Regions from separate parts of the Macaca mulatta genome. Here region 1 is linked to region 2. A link is a contact called in public Hi-C data. All regions are on one chromosome and are shown on one strand. The core of a region is the stretch at or near the end of the contact, and the rest is flanking DNA. Distances in the headings are between cores, read along the strand shown.

Region 1 (4,179 bases), core at 199-2,698, 830 kb after region 2:
CTGCAGAAGTAATACACTTAAATATACAATACTGTCCCAAATTTACTGGGCTGAGGGTTTTTTATATTAAATGGTGCATGCATGAAATTATCATTTAAAAATAAAAAGTAGATGTAATTTCTGAAATGCATCTGTTCCCAAGGTTTTAGATGAAGAATTGTGGATACATATCAGTACCTACAGTGGTTTTTCAACTTCACGTTTTAAGAAGGTATTGTCTTAGTTTTATGCATTGGCATAAAGCACAGTAAGTAAACAGATGCCTCTTTTTATCTGAAAACTTTGGAGAATAAAGCATTCTTTGCATGTGTCTTTTCCATACACTCGTGCTTGATAAGTTTCTTTATCCATAAAATTGGGATAATAATACTACCTACCTGTTTAAACAGCTAATGTACACCATTGTTTAAACAGCTAATGTACACCATCTAACACGTTAGTAAATTTAGTCATTATTAGCTTACCGTTTAATTAATAAAACATTTTTTAAAGCATTTTGGATGAAAAACTTATGTTTTCCCAAACTCTGAAAGTGCAATGAAAATAAATGTGTCCCTTCTTGATGAATGTAAAGAGCAAAGAGTACCCCCATTTCTTGAAAACCTAACAGGTACTTGTTGCTTTAATCCTACAAGATGAATGTTATTTTCCCCATTTCACAGAGGCAGCAACACAGATTCCGAGATGTTAAGTAGCATGATCAAGTTGCCCTCCAGTAAGGGATAGATTAACTTGTCTTTCTACTTCATCTAGCTCCTAGGGATGTGTGGAAGAGACAGCAGATAAAACACTGTCCATGTGAGTAAAACATTCACGTGGGCCTCTTCCTAGGCATACTTCTGGTTACTTTTTAATCAGCTATAAGAATGTCGTATTTTTCCATTTGTGCTATTAGTCCTATGTGGATAAGGACATACTTCAGACTCAAGATTTCTAATGATGCCCCTTTTTATCTACCTCGAACCAGTCCCTACATCCTCCCCCACCAACAGTAACTTCTGGAAATAACATCCATTTGGCCTATAATAATAAAGTCTAATTTTCAGACAAGCTGCAAACGGTATCTGTTAATTTGATCATGACTGGGAGGAGGAAAGGGATGTGAGAGTGAGGTAAGAGTCTGGTAGTGAGATTGAGGGTGGGGGAGGGAAGCGTTCCCTTGCTATGAGAGGGAATTACCTGACCCAAAAGGAAATCAAGTTTATTGTAACTTGACTAAGTCAACAGCAAGGTAATCCAGTTCTTCAATTTTTGATGTGGATGCTTTAAATGACAGAGTGTCACATTTTCTCCTTTTCTTCCCCAGAGCACACATTTCAAACCCCGCCTCTCTCCTCAGCCTGAGGTATGGTTTCTTAGTCTCACTCCTTGCAGCCAGGCAGGAAATGTTCCCAGCCACAGGATAAGCCTCCAGTTGGAAGCGGGCTGGGAGGGGGAGTGAGAAAAGGAAAAAAAAAGAAACAATGAAAAACAAACTTTACTAGAGCCGCTAGCAGGAGCCCCAAAGGATCCCGGCCGGTTTCCAGTTTCCTAGAAGCGGGGATCACACCTCCCCCCGCACTCCCGACACATGCGCGCACACGCACACACAGGCGCAAACACACAGGCACACACACGGACACAAAGGCGCGCGCACACACACACACGGACACACACGTACACACGGGCGCGCACACAGAGGCACAAACGCGCACACAGGAACAAACATGGACACCCAAAGGCTTACACACACACACACACACACACACACACGGACACACAAAAGCGCACACACGGACACACAAAGGCGCGCGCACACAGGCACAAACGCACACACAGGCACACACAGGCGTGCAGACATACACAGGCACACAAACAGGCACACACACGCACACACAGGCACGCACGCGCGCGCGCGCGCGCGCGCACACACACACACACACACACACACACACACACACACAATGCCCGCCCCTACTCCAGCCCGTGGGCGTGGTTCCCAGCGTCTGCGAATTCGCGCGCCCGGGGCGGGGCGGGGCGGGGCGGGCCTGCCCGGGGGCCACTGACAGCCGCGGGAGAGAGCGGCTGGTCGCACCTCCGGCCCCGCTGCCCAGCTGCTGACAGCCTCCCGGCGCGCCGGTCCATGCTGGTCCCGGTCTTTGTTCTGGGGCCGGCGCCGAGACATGCGTGGCTGACGATGGAGGTGGAGGACTCGGGCGGCGTGGTGCTGACCGCCTACCACTCGTACGCCCGCGCCCAGCCCCCCAACGCAGAGTCGCGCTGCGCGCCCCGGGCCGCCGCCAGCCACCCGCTCAGCAGGTACCCGGAGCCGCTCCCGCCAGGGCGGCGCAGTCGCGCCGGGCTTGGGGGGTTCGCCGTGCAGCTGCGCCTTCTGCCTGGGCGCAGATAGTTGTTTCAAGTTTTGGTGGACTAGATGAGTGAGCCTGGGGTTCTTTGCATTGTCTTTGACTGGAGGTGGGAAACGCTCGAAGGCTGCACTAGCCTGGGCTGAAGTCGTTGGCTAGCAGAGATTAGCAGCGGGATTGCATTCTTGATACGATTTGAGGATAAGTCATGTGTATATATATATATATATATATATATATATATATATATATACACCCATTTCGGCCAAAGTTGCCTATAAAATCTCGGGAAATTAAAAAATTTTCCAAATGAAACACAAGCAGCACATGAAAAGAAAACATTAAAATACATAACCCTAAATCCTCAAAATACTCCTTTTGAGAGCTTGTTCAGTAACTGCATTTCTGATTTAAAATGTAGGTTGAGAAATTCTCTAAAAAGTACACCTCAGTAGACTTTAAAAGACAATTTTATTTCTACATGTTAAAACCTTTCAACTGTATAAATGCATTGGTGTCATTATTTGATTACTGCTGATGTCAACTCTATGTTGTGAATGCAATTATATTTCCTTTTGGTCAAAAGAAGCCTATACGCATCTCATCCTGTATATTTCAGATTTAATGAGGGATCTATGTTAAATTACTGTGTCAGTGATCATCCATTTGATGCAAGATCAAGGCCAATGAGACTCTCCTTAACTAAAACAAAAATGGTTAAGTGGGTAGACAAAAGTATTGTGATGAGTGAGATGGTTTGGTATTTGATACATATTTGGGGGAAGTTTTATTTGTGTAAATGTGACTATCTGATCCATTGATGAGTGCTTTTCTTTACAAGTGGGCAATTTGAGTGATGTGTTTTCATCATGTTTATTTTTAATCATTTCTTTTTTCTCATACTTTTAACTTTAGTTACGTGATAATGATTGCTTCTGTTTCCTAATTTAATTGATTGTGATTTTAATTGATTTCCTAATTAACAGATTGTGACTTTATTTCAAGGAATACTTTTTGGCTAGTATCCATGGGAAGAACAAACTACATTGGCAAGAGATCTATGTTGGACTTGGCTAACAAAGAAAATGTTGTTTCTTTCAAAAACAGCAGGTTGAGTGAAATCTCACTTTTATATAAAGACAGTGGGAAAATAACATTTTTTTCCAGCTTTAGGAGTTGTGCATATACTTTTAAAGGCTCCTTGAAAATAAAAACTGGCATTTGTCTTTAGGGTATTTTCTTTTCTAAACATAATCATTGGCTGTAAGTACTCAGATTATGACTAACTAAATATATATATATATATGTGTGTGTGTGTGTCTGTGTGTGTGTGTGTGTTGATGAAAAGCATGGGCCGAGTTTGTCCATTTCTTAAACGATTCTAGTGTAGCTGTCCTGTCTATAATTCCCAGCAGCTGTCTCAGAGCACCAGCCAGATTGTGCCATTTGGGCGATTTGAAACTACATCCGTTTCCAAAGCAAACTAGAAGCAGAAGTTCTATTAACTCAGCATGTGGTCTTGTGGAATGATAATACTTGAGAGCAAGCGTTACATGTCAGAGCTAGTATTTCACCTTAAGGTTGCCAATTAGATTCACGTCGTTCCAAGTTTGCATTTTTGGTGACTGCCCTGCACTCTCTGGGAGCCTTGGTACCATTGTCCCTCTGCTGCAGGCCCCCCGGCCCTCTGCAACCCAATCACAAGAGAATAGCTTAATTCCTTGGTTCCTAGTAAAAAAGCAATCAAAAAGAGGTTCCTGTATTTACAAAGAGCCAGAGGACACCATTAATCGTAAGTCTGATAACAGAAATAATCAGGCCCAAGTTATTAACC
Region 2 (4,458 bases), core at 728-3,227:
TCTAAAGATCTTAGTTCCCAAGAAAGGGATGCTTCCACGAAGCACAAAGTGTTGGTTCCATTAAACTGGAAGTTGAGATTGTCATCTGGGCAAAGAAAGGAGTGCCTGTACTAACCGATGTGACTGTTCTAACTATGAAGTGGAAATTGGTTTGCTACTCCACAGTGTGGGTAAGGAGGCTGTCCGGAATGCATGAGATCCTGATCGTGCCTGTGACAATTACTATGTCCTGTAAGGAAAAAGTACACCAACCCCATATAGGCAGAACAGCTCCGGGCACAGACCTTTCAAGAAGAAAGGCTTGGGTTACCTGCCAGAAAGGGACACAATCAGTCAATGTGCTTGCTCAAAGTGAAGTGAATAGAAAATATGAAAACTGATTTCTTTCTCCCTTACTCTGGCTCTTCTGCTGTCTAACTTATGATATGTTAATAGTAGTTCACTTGATTATATACCTCAATATTTAAACTACAGGATGGCAAAGGCTTGGAGGTGAACTAGCTACAGGAATGAGCATCACTAAAGGAGACTGAACCTGTACTCTTTTTCGTAGAGAGCGTTGCTGTGTTTTCAGGTGTGTGAGAGATAGCTACATCACGTTAGGTAGAAGCATGATGCTGCTTATGTCCTTATTTAGAAATTAAATATAGTTAAAGAGGTGCATATGGATGCCAAGCTGACAACAGATGGACTCTGGTGTTTTTTAACCATGTGGACTTGGTTAGGTTAGACCTATTTTCTCAGAATATACTGCTCTGTAGGATTCTGAGTTGGAGTCAGCCAGAAGACCAATTTGAAGAAGGTGGAAGCAACACAGCAGTTGTTGCCCTTGGGGATCATTGCGTTAGATGAGGTTACAGCAGATACAGTGGCGCTGGTGGGCTCCAGCCTGTCCTTGCTCTCCCTCTCTCCGCAGTCAGCTCTTCTTCTGAAGGATGACCACACGGAATAAGAGCAGCCCCAGGCCCACCACCTCACTCCAGGTGGCAATACAGAAGCACAGCTTCTGATGGCTTCCCCGCATCTTCAGTTTGCAGCCTCATTTCGGTGCTTGGACGTGCTTAACTTCTCAGGTTGATGACTTCTCCAAAACTCCAAATTCCTTCCTGGAACATCACTTGCCCCAGATCCTCCTATGACCAGACAACGTCCCATTCTTGAACTAAATCCCTTGTCCCCTAGATAGCTCACAGTGCTTCTGCTTCCAGAGTGAACCCTGAATGATTCAAAATGCTGTATCACACTAGGGGAAGAAACTTCCAAGTGGTGAGTGACTGAGAGAATAGTTCCTACTTCTGGAAACCAAAAAATCGCTGATTATTATCATGTCATTATTAACTAGTAATAATAGTAGCTGGCATTTATTGAGCACCCACTAAATGCCAGGCACACGGCCTTATATGCCTTGTGCCATTTGCTCCTCACAAAAACCTTCTGAGGTAGGCACTTGTCCTATTTTGCAGGTGAGAAAGCTTTTAGAGCTAGCTCAGTGCTGAAAATGTACACACTTGACTATTCTATTTTCATAAAATGCTCCTCCACATGTCACACATTGAAATTATTTGTTTACATATAGGTGTCCTCTACTAGACTATGAGATTTCAAGGTCAAAAAGTACATATTTTTAATATCTTCATTCTTAAAGACAGGGTCTGAAAATTAGAAGGTCTATGATAAATGTTTGCTAAAGAAATTGATGAATAGAAGGAATAGTGGTGAGAACTGTGGCCAGCATTAGTACTTCTGGTTAAAGAAAATTGGCAGTGAGTCTTGCGACTGACATTTGTTCACATTTCCAGGATGGGAGCCTAGCTATGTAAAAGAATTCCGGAAGAATACAGAGTAAGCTTGTGCTATTAATGGGAACAATGGTGATAAAAAGAAAATTTTATTATCCAGACCACTTCACATTTTGGTGGGAGGTCGGGGACAACAGGGAAGGGTATGCATTTTATAGAAAAAGCATATAGTACTTTGGAATGTGGCATTTGTTTTTACTTTAAGGCGCGCATACACCTACTTGGCAGTAGGGGGAGCAAGATGCAGGGAAATCTAAAATTTTACACTGGACAAAAAATGTGAAGACAACTGAGTCATCTAGGGATAAAAGCATGGGAAAGTGATTTGACACAAAGCCGTCTGAAATGGGCTATTGATATATTTTAAATACTAGCTCCTTAATTTAAAAGAGTTTTGAATTGGATACTTGAAAGAGTGTGAGGGTGAGAGGGAATGGGTGATGAGAAATTACTTAATGGGTACCATGTACATTATTCAGGTGATGGGCATAGTAGAAGCCCAAACTTCACCATTATTCAAGATATCCATGTATCATAATTGCACTTGTACTCTTTAAATTTATATGAATAAAAAATTAAAATAAAATGGTTTTTGAAATTTCTCAGTAGAGCCCTAGCATTCTAACACGCACTCAAGGGAAAATTGGGCAATGATCAGTATAGGTGTTCAATAAGGACAGAGCAGGATATATTGTTTTTTAACCTAAATCACCAGATTTGGGCCGGGTGTGGTGGCTCATGTCTGTAATCCCAGCACTTTAGGAGGTCAAGGCGGGCGGATCACCTGAGGTCAGGAGTTCAAGACTAGCCTGGCCAACATGGTGAAAGCCTGTCTCTACTAAAAATACAAAAATTAGCAGGGCATGGTGGCAGGCATCTGCAATCTCATATACTTTGGAGGCTGAGGCAAGAGAATTTCTTGAACCCAGGAGGCAGAAGTTGCAGTGAGCCGAGATTACACCACTGCATCCCAGCCTGGGTGACAGAGCAAAAATCCATCTCAAAAATTAATAATAATAATAACAGATTTGTTCTTTAGATAGTGGTAAAATTCCCACCACATTTATGCCAATTAGACCCAGGTTTGAACCCTTTGTGGTCTAAAGAAAACCAAAATTGAAGGGAAAACTAATGGTACCATTTAATTGAAATTCCCTAGGCATAATATAGTGTGATAAGATAAAATGTGTATTGCTATAAAGGTATGTTTTGCTTATTTTGTAAACAAGGATTATATTCTGCTTTGAAGTGCAAGAAGAAAGTCACAGTCTAGTTTTATGAAGACTAAACTAGAGAAAATCGAGTTCTCTTCAAGTGTATGACATCTCCACAAATGAATGTTTATGGCTTTACACTTGGAGTGTTCTTGGAACACTCTTCATAGGAAATCCTCCCTCAAGAAGACCCCCACCTGGCATCAGAACAAACCTAAGCTCTTTCCAAATTGTTTTGACCGTCTCTGAATTTTCTAATTTGAATCTAGGAGGGAAAATCCTGTATATTCAAATTGAGCAATGTAATTGACTAATGAATTGTTACTATTTTATTTTAATTTAATGATGCAAACATTTTGAAATCAACTTCAGTGCCTGTAAAGTTGACATTTGTTTGGTTCGCTTCACTTTCAGGGCATTTTCTAGTCTAATTAAACCCATGTAGCAAGGACTAGAGCTCCAAAATACTTCAGTCTTCACTTAGGCTCATAATTCTGGTTATGGTAGGCATAATGAGAATCCAAACAATTTCACATGAAAACCAAAATATAATATACAAACTCACTATGGAATTCATCAAGTCTTATGTATCGCTTTGCTAGTATAAATATGATCAAGTTCATTCCTGAGTCTCGGCCATGACCAAATCCTATGACTTACAAATTTTGTTTTGGAATTTTTCAATTTTTCTTAAGGTCACAGTCTATGTCATTAGAACTATGGCATACATGGCTTGTCAGTCCTATTATCTGCTTGAAGCAAAGGTTTTCTTGCTATGACATGTGATTTATTCTCAAAAGTATTTTTGTTCACAGACACTTACTCAAAATAAATCAGTAAGTTACAAAGTTGACTTGCTTTAAGTTTCAATAGTCCGTTCCTTGATGCATGTGTGTGTGCACATACATGCACACTAATCACACCTCCAGAATCTCCTTCAGCCCATAACATTTGCAACTCAAAATCCCAGGTATCCTTCCACTAATACTTCTATCATCAACTCTAATTTTTATTGCAACAGCCTGATTCCCAAATCTGCAATTCAGGGCAAGACTCAGAAATCAATCTCAGGCAGACGTATTAGTTTTAGACATGATGGCAAGAAAGTTCCGGATTTTGATAGACAATCTTCCCCCTTCTTCTGTCTTTAAGATTATAAGGAGTTCATATAAATTAAAAGATACAATGGATGGATTACTCCTTTTGAGACCCAACCTAATATCTTTTTACTGTCTTCCCTCCATGACTTAAATGTGCTGAAAGATGTTGGTAAAAGAGAAAGCATTAAAGATATAGATGCTCCTTGCTGTTCAACTTGCCCTCTCTAATCTGCGTGAATGAAATCAGAGAAGAGTGAGGCAAGCCTGTAACACTTCCGGGATCTCATCATTTTCAGTGGATATAAAAGGCTTTGCATCAACCCTCAGCACCAGGGGTTATAATCC

Evidence for each region. A called contact is a pair of places that touch in the nucleus more often than the background predicts.
Region 1: a Hi-C map of fetal cortical plate shows a contact between it and region 2, with 3 times the contacts expected there. The contact joins the promoter of ARHGAP28 here to the enhancer-like site in region 2. A contact is called at or near these places in 2 of 14 Hi-C or Micro-C datasets (fetal cortex germinal zone and fetal cortical plate).

The regions. Positions count from the first base shown.
Region 1 is chr18:77,825,340-77,829,518 of T2T-MMU8v2.0, forward strand. It overlaps ARHGAP28 (Rho GTPase activating protein 28), which reads left to right and starts at 1,449. Exons shown (of 18, transcript XM_028838212.2): 1 at 1,449-2,298. The coding sequence starts at 1,571. It overlaps LOC144336386 (a long non-coding RNA gene), which reads right to left and starts at 2,217. Exons shown (of 2, transcript XR_013408129.1): 1 at 2,075-2,217; 2 at 1,184-1,425.
Region 2 is chr18:76,997,199-77,001,656 of T2T-MMU8v2.0, forward strand. No RefSeq gene overlaps it. Among named protein-coding and RNA genes, the nearest start is that of TMEM200C, 16 kb to the right of the region's middle. Within about 2 kb of position 1,978, at least 1 of the 40 cell types and tissues checked has an H3K27ac peak or open chromatin away from gene starts, as enhancers often do. A contact at or near this core is called in fetal cortical plate, where this site is marked.